2 separate regions of the Rattus norvegicus genome follow, and region 2 is linked to region 1. A link is a contact called in public Hi-C data. All regions are on one chromosome and are shown on one strand. The core of a region is the stretch at or near the end of the contact, and the rest is flanking DNA. Distances in the headings are between cores, read along the strand shown. Region 1 holds the start of Agk (acylglycerol kinase). Region 2 holds the start of Ssbp1 (single stranded DNA binding protein 1).

Region 1 (6,678 bases), core at 2,164-4,663:
TTTAAAAAATATCGTTTTCTGATCAGAGTTCACTGTTCCCATTTTCAGGACCCCCCCTCCCCCAATCCTAAGGCATATGCTTTGCCTTCTCCTTGGATCATCCCACAGAACTCAGGTTTTTTGAGTCTCCAGTCAAGCAGTTGCACAAAACCATTTCCATGAATAAACAGTTTAGATAGTCAGAAAAGAAATTCTGAGAGTAATTTACTAACTCCCTCAGTAGTAAACTATTTTAGAACTCTAAGTGATCGTTTTTAAGCATGATGTTCTTCCATCTTCTAATATACAAATGGGAGAGAGAGGTGGGAAGTTCACATCATCCCAGTGAGTGATTGGAAGTTCACACCATCCCAGTGAGAGTAGTGGGAAGTTCACACCATCCCGGTGAGAGTAGTGGGAAGTTCACACCATCCCAGTGAGAGTAGTGGGAAGTTCACACTGTCCCAGTGAGAGTAGTGGGAAGTTCACACCATCCCAGTGAGAGTAGTGGGAAGTTCACACCATCCCGGTGAGAGTAGTGGGACGTTCACACCATCCCAGTGAGAGTAGTGGGAAGTTCACACCATCCCGGTGAGAGTAGTTGGAAGTTCACACTGTCCCAGTGAGAGTAGTGGGAAGTTCACACCATCCCAGTGAGAGTAGTGGGAAGTTCACACCATCCCGGTGAGAGTAGTGGGAAGTTCACACCATCCCGGTGAGAGTAGTGGGAAGTTCACACTGTCCCAGTGAGAGTAGTTGGAAGTTCACACTGTCCCAGTGAGAGTAGTGGGAAGTTCACACCGTCCCAGTGAGAGTAGTGGGAAGTTCACACCATCCCAGTGAGAGTAGTGGGAAGTTCACACCATCCCGGTGAGAGTAGTGGGAGGTTCACACCATCCCGGTGAGAGTAGTGGGAAGTTCACACTGTCCCAGTGAGAGTAGTGGGAAGTTCACACCATCCCAGTGAGAGTAGTGGGAAGTTTACACTGTCCCAGGGGGAGTGGTGGGAAGTTCACACCATCCCAGTGAGAGTGGTTGGAAGTTCACATTGTCCCAGTGAAAAGTCAGACACAGAGTATGGCTTACTGTACTTAACCTCATTGAATATTTTCATTGTCCTTCAAGCAGTCATCTGGAGTCTAAGTTATAAACAAATGAAATGAGACCTGGGAGAGCAGATTGCAAACCCTGTTGGGGTAGGCGCCATGGAGGGCACTAAACATGAAGCCAGCCTCAGACCTTTCCATATGGCCCATCACATGGCCTCTGAGTAGATGCTGAGTGACAGAATGATGGAAGGAAGAAGAAAAGAAAGTTGTGTTGCTTGGCTTGATCCCCCCGTCCATCATGAGGGCTGCTGAATTTAAACTGTCTGGAGGTCAGCATCAGCACTGTATCCTGTAGCTCTCTTGTTACTTCGAGTCCACTGACCGCACTAGAGATACCTGTGAACTGTAAACCAGACCCAACAGTTCTGCTGACTGAGTCCTATTCTACCGAGTGGTATGTCCAATGATGTTTTTCCCTGCAGAGAAGGAACTTAACTTCTCTGTCTTTGAGAAAGACTTGAGGAAGACAGCACCCCCCCCCCACATTCCCAAAAAGAGAAGGAAAGAAAGAGATCAACATGAGAAAAAAAAGTATAATTACTAACATGTGAACATCAGGAGAAAGCTCAAAATAGTGACTTAGATCTCCGGCTTAGATAGCACTTGCAACAGAGAACAATAACATTTATAGGAGGTGCCAAAACCGAGGGGTAAAAGATTTTGACGTGATATTGACAGCAATGTAGGGGACTTAAATGCATGGCAGATAAAGATGGCTTTGATAAATCAATCGCCCTGATGCTGATATGGGCCTAAAGCTGTCCTCAGGGGTTAGCCTTTGTTGTCTGCAGTCTAGAGTTTTGTGAAAAAAAGATACGTTGCTGTTCAAGAGTCCGAAGACCAGTAGACTGATTAGAACTTCATGACAGTGGAGAGACGGAATGTCACAGGTGGATAGTCGAATTTCTCCTTTCTTACCTGGAATAGCCATTCATACCAAGCTCTCTACCTAACTCGTCTTCGTGACTACTAGGTCAAACTTTAGGAATGGCTGTAAACTTCCACCCGCCCAAATCTAAGAAGGTTATCCATCACACGGTGTCTGAAACCTACGATGGAGATTACTCTGCCTTGCTGTAACCTGCCTTCTCGACATCTTAAATTGATTCACGGCTGTATTCTATTCTCTGACTCATACATGTTCAACTCACCTCTTCCATGGTGGAACATGTCATTCTGGATAACTTGAATCCGTGTTCCGAAACCATGGCCCTTCATACTTGGCTCAGAATAAATTTATTTCCTGTTCAGTTTCCCTAGGGAGACAGCAGCAAATAAATGTCTTTTCTCTCCAGATAGTGTGACAGGGACAGCCCCCAAAGAAATGATTCCACTAAAGTCTAGATTTGGGAATCAATGAATTTGATTGGGGTTACATATGGCAGCATGAGTGAGGGATTACCTACAGGAACGTGAACAACTCATAGGAGGCAATACCAGTGAAGTAGTTCTTGTCCCCTTCAACACTCCTAGCCCTTCTGGAGCCCTTCCAGTAACCGTTAATTGTGGAAGAGGTGGGCCCCTAGGGATCAAAAGTTAATGGGTCCGATCTCGTGACATCTCAGGCGAGCTCCCATTTGAAGATGTTTCCACTGAGCAAATGTTTCCATTTCAAGACAGACCTTTACCAGTCCTCTTTGCAGCAAAACCTGTTTTGTTTTGTTGACATCTCCCTGGCAGTGAGAGGTGGCAAGATAAAAAGTCTTTGTACGGGAAAAGCAGGAAGCTTCCCTGCACCCGCCCTTCATCTCCAGCCCAGCAATTTTTATATTTTAGTAAGACACCCCCTCCCCCCCTAGTGTTCAACACCTTGTGGCCTCTCCTGCTTCATGGCTCTCTTTTTCCATAGCTCTCTCTGCCTCCGGCAACAGGCCTAAAAATTCTGTGATTTTGTGCCTGATTTCCCCACCCCCACCCTTCTTTTCAGTGCATTCTGACTTGATCTTCTTCCTGCTCTGGGGAGCTCAAACTTCCGCTGGTTAATTTCATACAGTGCCCCTCACCACATGCCCTATAGCTCGGTTTTGTTTTGTTTCATTTACCAATATCTAAAATTGTCGTAGCCGTTTAATTACTTTCTGATTTAGTTCCAAATCGCAAAACTGTTCTTATTATATACTGTGAACTTTCCAGAAACAATTGGCTGGCGAGAGATGGATGGATGAAAGATTGAATGAACAGTAAAGTGACAAGAAAAGGAAGGGAGGGCGGTGGCTGCTGCGAGCCCACCCCTAGGTCACGGGAGAGCTCGCCCTGCCAGGCTGGGGCTGTTCCGCGTCGGAACCCGAGGGCAGCGGGAGCGGTTTCCTTTAAAAGAGAGGGAGATTTTTGTGAGAGCACACAGGAAAGGCCGGACGCTGAGCGGCGGGCAGCGGTGAGTTCAGGGGAGCGAGCGAGGGCCGCTGGCTGTGTGTGGTCAGGGTATGGGGCGCAGCCGTGGGTTGCTACGCTGAGCAGGGCCGGAACCCGCCAGCGGTCCCGGGATCGGCCACGCGGTTGTTGACCGCAGCGCGGCGGGAGGAGGAAAGATTGGGCCGGGCCGGCGTGGCGCGCACGCCCGTGGTCCCTGTGAGTCAGGTGTGCTGGTTCGAGTCTCAGAGCAGTGCCTAACTGTGAACCCCTCAGTTCCTCCCTTCCCACCTTAGGCTGTGGGTACCGGAACAAAAATGGGGCCAGCAATATTTGAACCATAGAAAGCGGGTCGGTTCATTCATTCTATTTATTCGGTTCTGCAGATGTGAATGGCTAGAACCTGTCCCAAGGAGATCTCATTGAGTGAAAAAGCCCTACCTTCCTTGTCAGGAGAGGGTCAGAAGTTAGAATTTGGGAGCTTATGGGTTTTGGGAGAGCCCGCTTGGAAGGCAAAGATACGTTAATGTAGACATAAAATTGAGATTTTTTACTGACATTAATGAGAATGAAAATTCTGGCTACTGAGAAGGGAACATACACTGAATGTAGTACATATTATGAAATACAGAAAAACGTACAGATTTTATTGACAATCTCTTCACTGCATAAATTGATGGTGTTTCCTTATTTCTCTAGTGAAAAGGTTAGTTGACTTATCCAGGGTCTCACCATCTGTAAATGACAAAGCTAGGGTTTTGTTAGGCACCTGGACCAGTCCTCTTTGCACTCTAGGCTGCCTGCATATTTCCCTCATCTTTTAGTAATATAGGAATCATTTAAGATGAAAAGGGAGTTGCACGGGGTGGGCGTGGCTTTTTAAAAAAATAGTCGACTGGGAGTGTGCTTAGCAGTATTCTTTCCCTGCTGCTTTCCGTTTACGTGATGCTAACAACTCTCATACATTACCTCACAGGCACGAATCCCAATTCTATCCCTTGGGTTCAACTTCTCCTATTTCCAAAACGCTAAGTCCAGACATCTGTTTGGGCTTCATTTGAGTGTGCCCGGCAGGTATAACAGTCTCGGAGTGTGCCCGGCAGGTATAACAGTCTCGAGTCTCCTTGACTGCACACTGTGTTTTCCCACAAACCAACAGTATAAATCCAAAACCTGGAGATCACCTAACAATCCGTTGCCCAAGCACAAAACTTGGCTTGTTTCCTCATCCTTCACCTCTTGTAATCAGTTGGTCACCAAGCGCTGCCCATTTCTGTTTTATAAAGACCTCCACATCTTTTGTTGACTCTTGTCTAGAATTTATGGCAGCCACCCCTCTAATGGCTCTTTTTAGCTTTATGTTCTGGTTCTGACGGGATGTTTTATATGTTATTCATCTGCTAAAAAATAAATCTCGTTTTTTGTTTTTTTTTGTTTTTTATTGTCTTCAACATACTATCTAAAGCCCTTAGTGTGGATTAAAAGCCTTTTCAAATCTCTACTTTCCTCTGACCCCATTGTTCATCTTTAAACTACTGTTTTTTTTTTTTAATGTCTGGTATGTTTGCAACCTCTGTTGCAATCATGGTAGTAACTGCTAGCTAAAAATAAAATGACTACTCAGTTCAAGAACAATGTAGGCTTTGGGGGAAGGGAGATAATGCCCAAGAATATACATTTACAACAATTTTTTTTTTGCACTTTAAATAAGGTTTAATAAGGACACCAGGGCTGAGAACCACTGTTCTAGATCCTATCTTGTATGTATAGTCTATTGGTGGGCATAGTTATTCCCAAGTAGTACATTGGCAGTTGAGGAAACAGTAGGAGCAGGAAGTTGTTGCTGTTCTAACCGGAAGCAGACTAAGCTCTCACGTTAGAGGGGCCTGTATATGCATGCAGGAAATAGTACTTTTATTTCTTAAGGTGAAGGGACACAGAAGAACCCGAGCAAACAAACCTTGCTGGTCTTTAAGTCTTAGCACCATGTTCAGTCATGTTTATGTAGAACTTTCTGTTCTTTAGCACATTGACCACACACACAGATTTAGTTCTGAAAGTTCTGTGTCATGAAAACTCACACCAAATAGATGTATGTGCTTTTTCCTTGTTAATATGTCTTTTTTAAAATAAGATTCTTAGTAATGGGTGGGAAGAGAAGTTACTTCTTCCGTTTACTGCCTACCTGGAAAACACACACACACACACACACACACACACACACACACACACAGAGACTTTGTGTGGTTCTTAGTTCAGGTTGCTGTAATTGGAGTGGCTTAAATAACAAAAAATTATTTCTCACAGCCTGCAAACTGGAAGTATGAACCCAAGATGGTTGGCACAGAGTATTGTGCACTCTTCCTAGTTTGCAAATGGCTATTTCATTGCTGTGTCTGCTGATGGAGCTGGATGCTGGTGTCTCTTCTCAGAGGGGTGCTAATCCCATTCATGAGGACAATATCCTTCCGACCCCATTACTTTTACATCCTAATACCATTTCAGTAGGAATTAGGGCAGTCACTTTCAAGTTTTGGAAACAGTTGTTGAGGCCATAGCATATACCTAACTCCTTTACGCTGTGACTTCTCCTAATCTGCAGGATTCTGAGAATTCCCTGACTCTCTCTGGCTCCTTCAGGTCCATCCCAGTTAGGCCCATTTTTCTGGACTCAAGGTAGATCCTGTCCTCATTTCCCAGCATGCATCTTACTGTGTTGCAACTTTGCTTGTATGGCCGTATTGCAGTCAGGGATGCTAAGATTCATGAGCATTTGAGAGTGGTACTTACTCTTCCGTGCCCTAGCCCTTAACACAGAGTAGATGTTGTCTATTAAAGACCTCTTGAATAAGTGATTAGGGTCAGATGGAGAGAGGTCAATAATTACATGGTCTTTGGGATTTTATTTATTTATTTATTTTTTGTACCAGCCTGGATGGTTTCATTGATGTCAGCAGTGTGACCATTTCTTCCTAGGAGATTTAACCAAGGGAAGTTAAAGGGAGAAGTAATTTTTATCTGTTTAGATAGTAATTTATATTTATTTTAGAAAAATTTAAGATGCCATTTAGCACCCTCAACTTAGAGGATAATATGTAAAAGTTCTGCTTTTATTTATTGGTATTTTGATTGGTAGTCCTCTTTGAACACAATTGTGGTAACACTAGTTATAGATGCCTTTTACCCTGCTAGTTTTATTTAACATATTTTGGGGTATTTTTTCTACATCTGTGAAAATTCT
Region 2 (6,678 bases), core at 1,458-3,957, 150 kb after region 1:
GCCATTCTCATTCAAACCACCATAGGCCGGTTCTCCCCCCCCCCCCCCCCCCCCCCCCGTCTATGGAAAGGGTTCTGGGTCCCTATAATGGCCTTGGAGCATATTCTAGTGTCTCTAACAAAACTTTTGAGCCCTTTTCCCCCCCAGTTAAAATTTTTTTGGTTCCTCAACATTTTGGCTTATTTGAATTTGAATATGCATGGGATAATATTTCCACTCATGTTTTTGTGTTCCGCTGTGAAGCTAGAAGCCTTGAGAAACATGTGCTTGTTTTAAGGTATACTGTAAACTATACTCACAACAAGTTCTTTGTACTCAGGGAGTGCATCATCAATGGGGATGACACACCTTCGTGGACATTTTATATTACAATATGCAAAAAGAGAGGAGGGTGACTCCTTGAGAGCACTTTAGTGTGGATGGGGTGTATTTCAGATTCTGAGATACTGACAGCAAGGTTGAAGTAAGTGCCTGTCTCACTAAGGAACATTACCAGAAGAATTATCTCAGTTACAGTTTCTCCCCGACGCTGTACAAATATATATATACATTACAATACCATTTTCTTTGTTAAAAGGGAAAAAAGTGAAGGAGTGGGACTTGCAACTTCTTCCAGACAACCAGCTAAGGAAGGAGAACATGTCAATTCCTTTTTGAGGGGAAAACAGCACTCAGCCAAGATTCCCTATTCAGATGTTCTTTATAAAAATGTTAGGGCTGGGAGCTCTCAAGTTTCAGGGAAATGTCTATATTTTTCTTTAACCAATCTTCTCTGCATTCTCCACAGAGAAGAAAGGTGGCATTAATGGGACAGGGAAGAAAGGAACTGGATATACACGGGTGAACAGATGTAAGTGACCTGGAAAAAGAGTTAAGATTTATTCCAAAGTTCAAGTCAGGGAGCATTCAAACAAAGCTTGCAAGGCGGGTGGGTGGGGGATTTCTCGCTGGAGGAAAAGGTGCAACTTTGTTTTACCTTTGCCTTGTCTACAAAGCAGAAGTAGCCTTGTAAAGAGAAAACCATTGAAGTAATGTAGTAGGTGGGGTGTTTTATTATCACTAGCAGTCAGGGCTCCAATGCAGTGTCTCATTATTCCAGGACATCAAGTTTGTAAAGGTGAAAATACAGGGATGTAAACATCTATAAACTTATCACCAGTGAGCCGGACTTCAGAGCTCGTTAAAATGTCAGTTGAAAATCATGTTAAATAATTCAGATTTTTTTTTCTTAAAATAGAAAGAATGGAGCTGAGGAGGGAGGCAGTGTGTGTGTTTGAATGGTTTGGAGTTCCCTTCCTTCTAACACAGGACACTGACAAAAATTGGGCATATGGAGCCTCACCACATCTAGCTGCCTTAGATTCTTTAATCCTTAGGACTCACACATGTGTTACTCCACTAGTGCCAGGATTAGGGTAAACAATGCAGGGTTTAAAGGAGTAAAAGAAATCCAGCAGTCAAAAGATGTTTCAAGGCAGTATTTTGGAAATGTTAAAACCAAAAAATTTTACTATGAACACTATTAATACCAAAGACAAGATCAGTAAGCTTAACTGAAATTGCTTAAGACTGTCGCTGGGTGCTGGATGTGGTGGCACATGCCTTTAATCCCTGCACTAGGCAGGTAGAGGCAAGGAGATCTCTGTGAGTTAGAGACTAGCCTGGTCTGATCTACACAATGAGATTCATGTTTCAGGCCAGCCAGGGATAAACAGTGAGACAGTCTCTCTCTCTCTCTCTCTCTCTCTCTCTCTCTCTCTCTCTCTCTCTTAAAAAAAGCTCCTCCTAGAATAATTGCCAGAGATGTGAAATTGAAACACAAAAATGAAAAGAAAAAATCTAAAAATACTGATCGGTTTCTTTCTATTAAAGCTCATAAGTAAAATCTTAACTACACTTTTAAATAAAGCAATGTTTTGACTTTTTTCTTTTTTTCGGAGCTGGGAACCGAACCCAGGGCCTTGCGCATGCTAGGCAAGCGCTCTACCACTGAGCTAAATCCCCAACCCCTAATGTTTTGACTTTTAATACTTCTTTAAAATGTTTTGAAATTTCATCAACTTTTAATGTTTTAGGGAAAAAGTACATAAAAATACACAAGGACCTATTTGCCTTGTGCCTTAGGCACAGTTAGGGGCCTGAACTTAATAAAAATGTTCAATATTTTGCTCCTCATGTATTTCTTGAAATAATTTTGACTTAACATATTAACACATCTAGATCACTGAAGTTTTAACAACCCTTAGTTCTCCAGTCTTACTGCATTAGGAGACTTGCGTCGGTTTTAGTTTCTCCAGGAGTTCAAATATGTTTTATATCACCTACCTTGCTCCCTCTCCTAGGCTGGGAATATCATCAAATAATTTCAACTCAGGGCGGGGAATATGGTTCTGGGGCAGAGTTTGATAAGCCATTGCAATGCCACTACCGGACTGAGGGTGGAGAACAGGGGGAAAAAAACAAAACAAACCAAACAAACAAACAAACAAACAAAAAAACCAACAACCAACCAAACAACCCCAAAACTATTTACCTACAGGTGGCATCGTTGATCCACCCACTTCTGCCTGGAAAGAAGTCCTGGCACTTCTAAGTTGAGGGAGTCGTGTTTCCCGTGACATCAGCCGGCAGCATTTCAACGGCGCACATTGTTGACTTCCTGTTTTTCCTTGCCTATCGCGAGCTTTGCCGGCTCTGTGCGCCGGAAGCGAGCCGCTGGCAGTCTGGGCTTGCGCGTCAGGTGAGGGAGGAGAGAAGGTTGAGACAAAGTTGTGAGTCCGTAGTGCACGAGCGCGTGCGGGCCTGGGGAGCAGGTGTGCGGCTCCTTGCTGGAGTCTCAGTGTCCCCGCTGTTCCCTGTGCAGCCTGCGATCGCCACTTTAGAGGAAAAGTACCCGCTTATCCCCGCGGCAAGGCTGGGAAGCCGGGCTTACTCAGCGCTAACGGGAACGAAGGCACAGATTTGAGTCCTTTCGTAGCAGTATTTATTATGCCCTTACTGTTTGTAGAGACAGTTTTAGGGGTTTAGAATAACAGAACAAATTAGAAAAATTGTCTGGAGAACTTATTTTGTCAAGCAATTTTAGCAGACAATGGATTGGAAGTGAGAACAGGTTTTTTTCCCCTCTTCTGCTGGTTATTGAACAAAGCAGTTGGTTGAGACAACAGAGTTTCTTTTGTCTCGTTCTGTTTTTGTTTTTAAAAGAAAAGAGGAAATCCCCACATGTGCAAAGATGTGGTTGCAAATTGGGTGCACATGAAGTTGGGTGCACTTAGGATTTAGGATTAGTGAACACGTGTGTTCTTGATGTATACTGTAGTTTTTGATTTATCACTTTTTCCTTTCTTTCCTTTAGGAAAAGCCTAAAGATTAGGTTATAAGAAAAACCGAAGCCATGTTTCGAAGACCTGTGTTACAGGTAGTCACTTTTCTGCATTAGTGAACGCTCAACCGTGTTTTCATAGTCTGTAGCCATGTTTTGTTTTGTTGTTGTTTTTCCAATTTTGCATACATATGCACAAGTATCTTAGGCCTAACCATCATGTTATATGTATTTATTTGATGGGGAAGATTCAGGATGGATTATTTTTTTGTGACGCTCATAATATTTACTGAATCAAAATGATTTTAAATTGTATTCACATATGTAGTACAAATCATTAACTTAATAAGTGTTTGTTACCTGTGCTTAGAACAGAGTATGCATTTAATTATTGAAGGTGTTTTGGTTTTGTTTTGTTTTTGAGACGTCAACTCCTCTAGTTGAGGCTATCTTGAGACTCACTGTTAACCTGAGATGAACAAAAACTATGATCTTCCTGCCTCTGCTTTCACACTGCTGGCATTTCAGGCTTGCACCACCACCCTTGGCTTCTTCCATCATTTTCCCAGATGGCTCTGGTTCCTTTTCTGACCTTCTGGCCCTTCTTCTCCCCACTCCCATCTTGCTATCCAGACAGCAGAGCTCACTTCTCTCCACAAATCCATTACCATTCTGCAGTCCAGTCTGGTGTCCTCTACTCTGGCCAGCCTTCAGCAGGCCTCGCTTAGCATTTTTCCTCACTGTGGCATGTGGGTACCAAGTCTTGTAAATTCTCTCTATGATCCTTCTCCTGTTAAGATTAATGAGCCACATTCATTATAAAAGTCTGTTATCTTCCCCATCTTATTCTCAAGTTGATCTATCTATAGCTCCCTGCTTTAATCTACACATACTCTGAGCTTTTTTAAATTGAAAAGTTATACTATGGTATCTTTGAAACCAAGCATGAAGTTTGCATTTTGAGAGTATTAAAATTCAAGAATCCTTTCCCTATTCTTTTCTACTAGGTTATGATCTGTGTATGTGTTCCTAAGATGAGGCATGTTGTTAGTTGGTAACATTTAATGAGCTCTGGCTCTTCTGAATCACACTACTTTCTATGATTATGACATAGAAACTGATTAGCAGTTTGACGCTGTGTTGTGCATAACATCTTATTCTTATATCTATCCTCAGTGATAGTATAAGATCACTCCAGGAAAAGGTGTTCATTTGAGCGGCATGGAGTGAGAAGACCAGTATTAAAAGACCAGGGAAGGAAACAGGTCTCCACTGGAATTTTTAAAAAGCTAGGTCTAGGAATCATACTGTGGTCATCTGACACCTCAGAGTTGGAGCCTGCCTCTGCCCTCATTTGCATGGAGAAATTGCATAACTGGAAATTACGTACACAGCAGCCCTCACAGGGCTGAGCAACAACCAACTGAGATAACCCTTCTACGTGGTAGGAATTACATTCCACAGAACTGCCTTCAAAGTGAGTGAGTGAGAAGTTCTAATTCTAACTCACGAACAGAGAACTTCAAAACAGGCAGCATCACCTTCCTCCACTGCCTGAAGCCTGAAGTGCCTCTTAACTGTCAGCTGCTTCCTCAAGTCTCCTGAATAAAGTTGTTTTCTTTCTGTTGCTTGTTCTAAAAGAATTCTTTGGCCTCCCAATCCCTTTCTTCCCCAGGTGGTTCCCTGCCTGTTACATTAACAGTGCTGCCACTTGGGAAACGTTTCTTTCTGAGAACATGTCTAGCTCTCTGAACTCTCTGAACTCTTCTTATCTGGACGGTAACCATAGAACAGAATGCCTCTAAGACAGCAGAGGGCAAGTTGGAAAAACAGCTTTGGTGTCACCCAGAGTTTTAAGTCATAAGTCACCACTTAATTCCTAGTTTACTGGAAAAGTGGTACACTCTCTGGGCTTTAATTTCCCATGGATCCATGGTAGGGATAATTTGACTTTGTATATACAATTAGTTAAGGATTAAATGGTAGTAGGTATAATTCGCTTAGTGTATTAAGTGCTGCTGCATTCTTTTCGCTAATTATGACTTAATAGCCATACCTTTGAACCATATTATTTGCTCTGCTTTTCTTTGACTTCCTGAAGGAATGAAGCTTTCCACTGCACCAGCTCACTATAGAAGCTGTTGACCTTTTGCAGCAGCCTCAAGAAATCAGTTTATTTATCATCTTTGCTCATTTTTAAATGAAACATTCTAGGCCAATCATTTGAGATCTCTATTCCTTATAAATTTTGAGCAACCATTCAGGGAAAAATGTATTATAGTCCTTGTCAGTTTTTATCCACAGAGCCTGTTCCGATGTGAAAAAGATACACAGCAAATGTAATGGGTATTTGTTGTTATTTAACCTGTTTCTTATTCACTACAGTTTAGAATGATGCTTAATGCACAGTATGCTAAATATTGTAACAGGATGATTGCTTTTTCTGTTTACTCAGTTGATTTATAACTACATTCATTAGGAGGCACTGGTTTCTTTCTCTTCTCCTTTCTACTCCGTTCTCCTTTGCCATCCTTTCCTGGAACTTACAGGAACTGTTGATTAAGTGGTGAATAAATATGAGTAGGTTTTCTATTGGTATTTCTCTTTTCTAAAAAGTTTAAAGCTGTGTTATTTGTTTGTTCTTTTTTAGGTATTTCGTCAGTTTGTAAGACAGGAGTCTGAAGTAGCCAGCAGTTTGGTTCTTGAACGATGTAAGTAACAGATTTCTAAGTTTACAATGTTATTTATAATAGTGTGCTAATACTCTCAAAGTACCATAGAACTAGTGGACTATGTTTAGCCATGTGTTGCAGGATATTTGATCATACTGTGAACATCGAGATTGTGTTATTTACTGAAAAACAAAACAAAACAACAAAATTGTTTCTAGTTGCAATGTGGCTCAGCCTTAACACGTACCTTTTAATCTCTCTGGCTGTAATACAAACATGCTTTTAGTATATACCCTTAATCTCAAACAATGAAGGTAAAATTAGTTTGTAGAAGGAAGCACCTATGTTTGAAAGTGATGTCTAATTGACTGGCAGACAAAGTGAATCAGAAAGATTTGACAGAATAGCCCAAATCTCATGAGAACATGGAGGGAAAGGAAGCTACCTCAAGGGCAATGCAGAGAAAGAGGAAGGAAGCAGTTTTACTGGGATGGTTATAGAGGGACAGGCTGCAGAGAGAAAACAGGCTAGACACAGGTGAGGACAGAACGAGCCAGAGGATGAGAAGGAGCCAGAATATTAGAGCATATTGCTAAAGTTAGTGTGAGGCCAACCAGAGCAGTTCAGTCAGAGGCCAGGAGAGAAGCCAGATTGAATCAGTCAGCTTGGAGAGGAGTTTGAGCC

The links. A called contact is a pair of places that touch in the nucleus more often than the background predicts.
Region 2: a Hi-C map of Schwann cells shows a contact between it and region 1, with 4 times the contacts expected there. The contact joins the promoter of Ssbp1 here to the promoter of Agk in region 1. A contact is called at or near these places in 5 of 12 Hi-C or Micro-C datasets (Schwann cells, kidney, liver and 1 more).

What each region holds. Positions count from the first base shown.
Region 1 is chr4:70,078,244-70,084,921 of GRCr8, forward strand. It overlaps Agk (acylglycerol kinase), which reads left to right and starts at 3,414. Exons shown (of 16, transcript NM_001127497.1): 1 at 3,414-3,462.
Region 2 is chr4:70,230,063-70,236,740 of GRCr8, forward strand. Ssbp1 (single stranded DNA binding protein 1) reads left to right here and starts at 2,708. Exons shown (of 7, transcript NM_183328.3): 1 at 2,708-2,740; 2 at 3,356-3,418; 3 at 5,973-6,033. The coding sequence starts at 3,395. It also overlaps a transcript of Dennd11 not described here.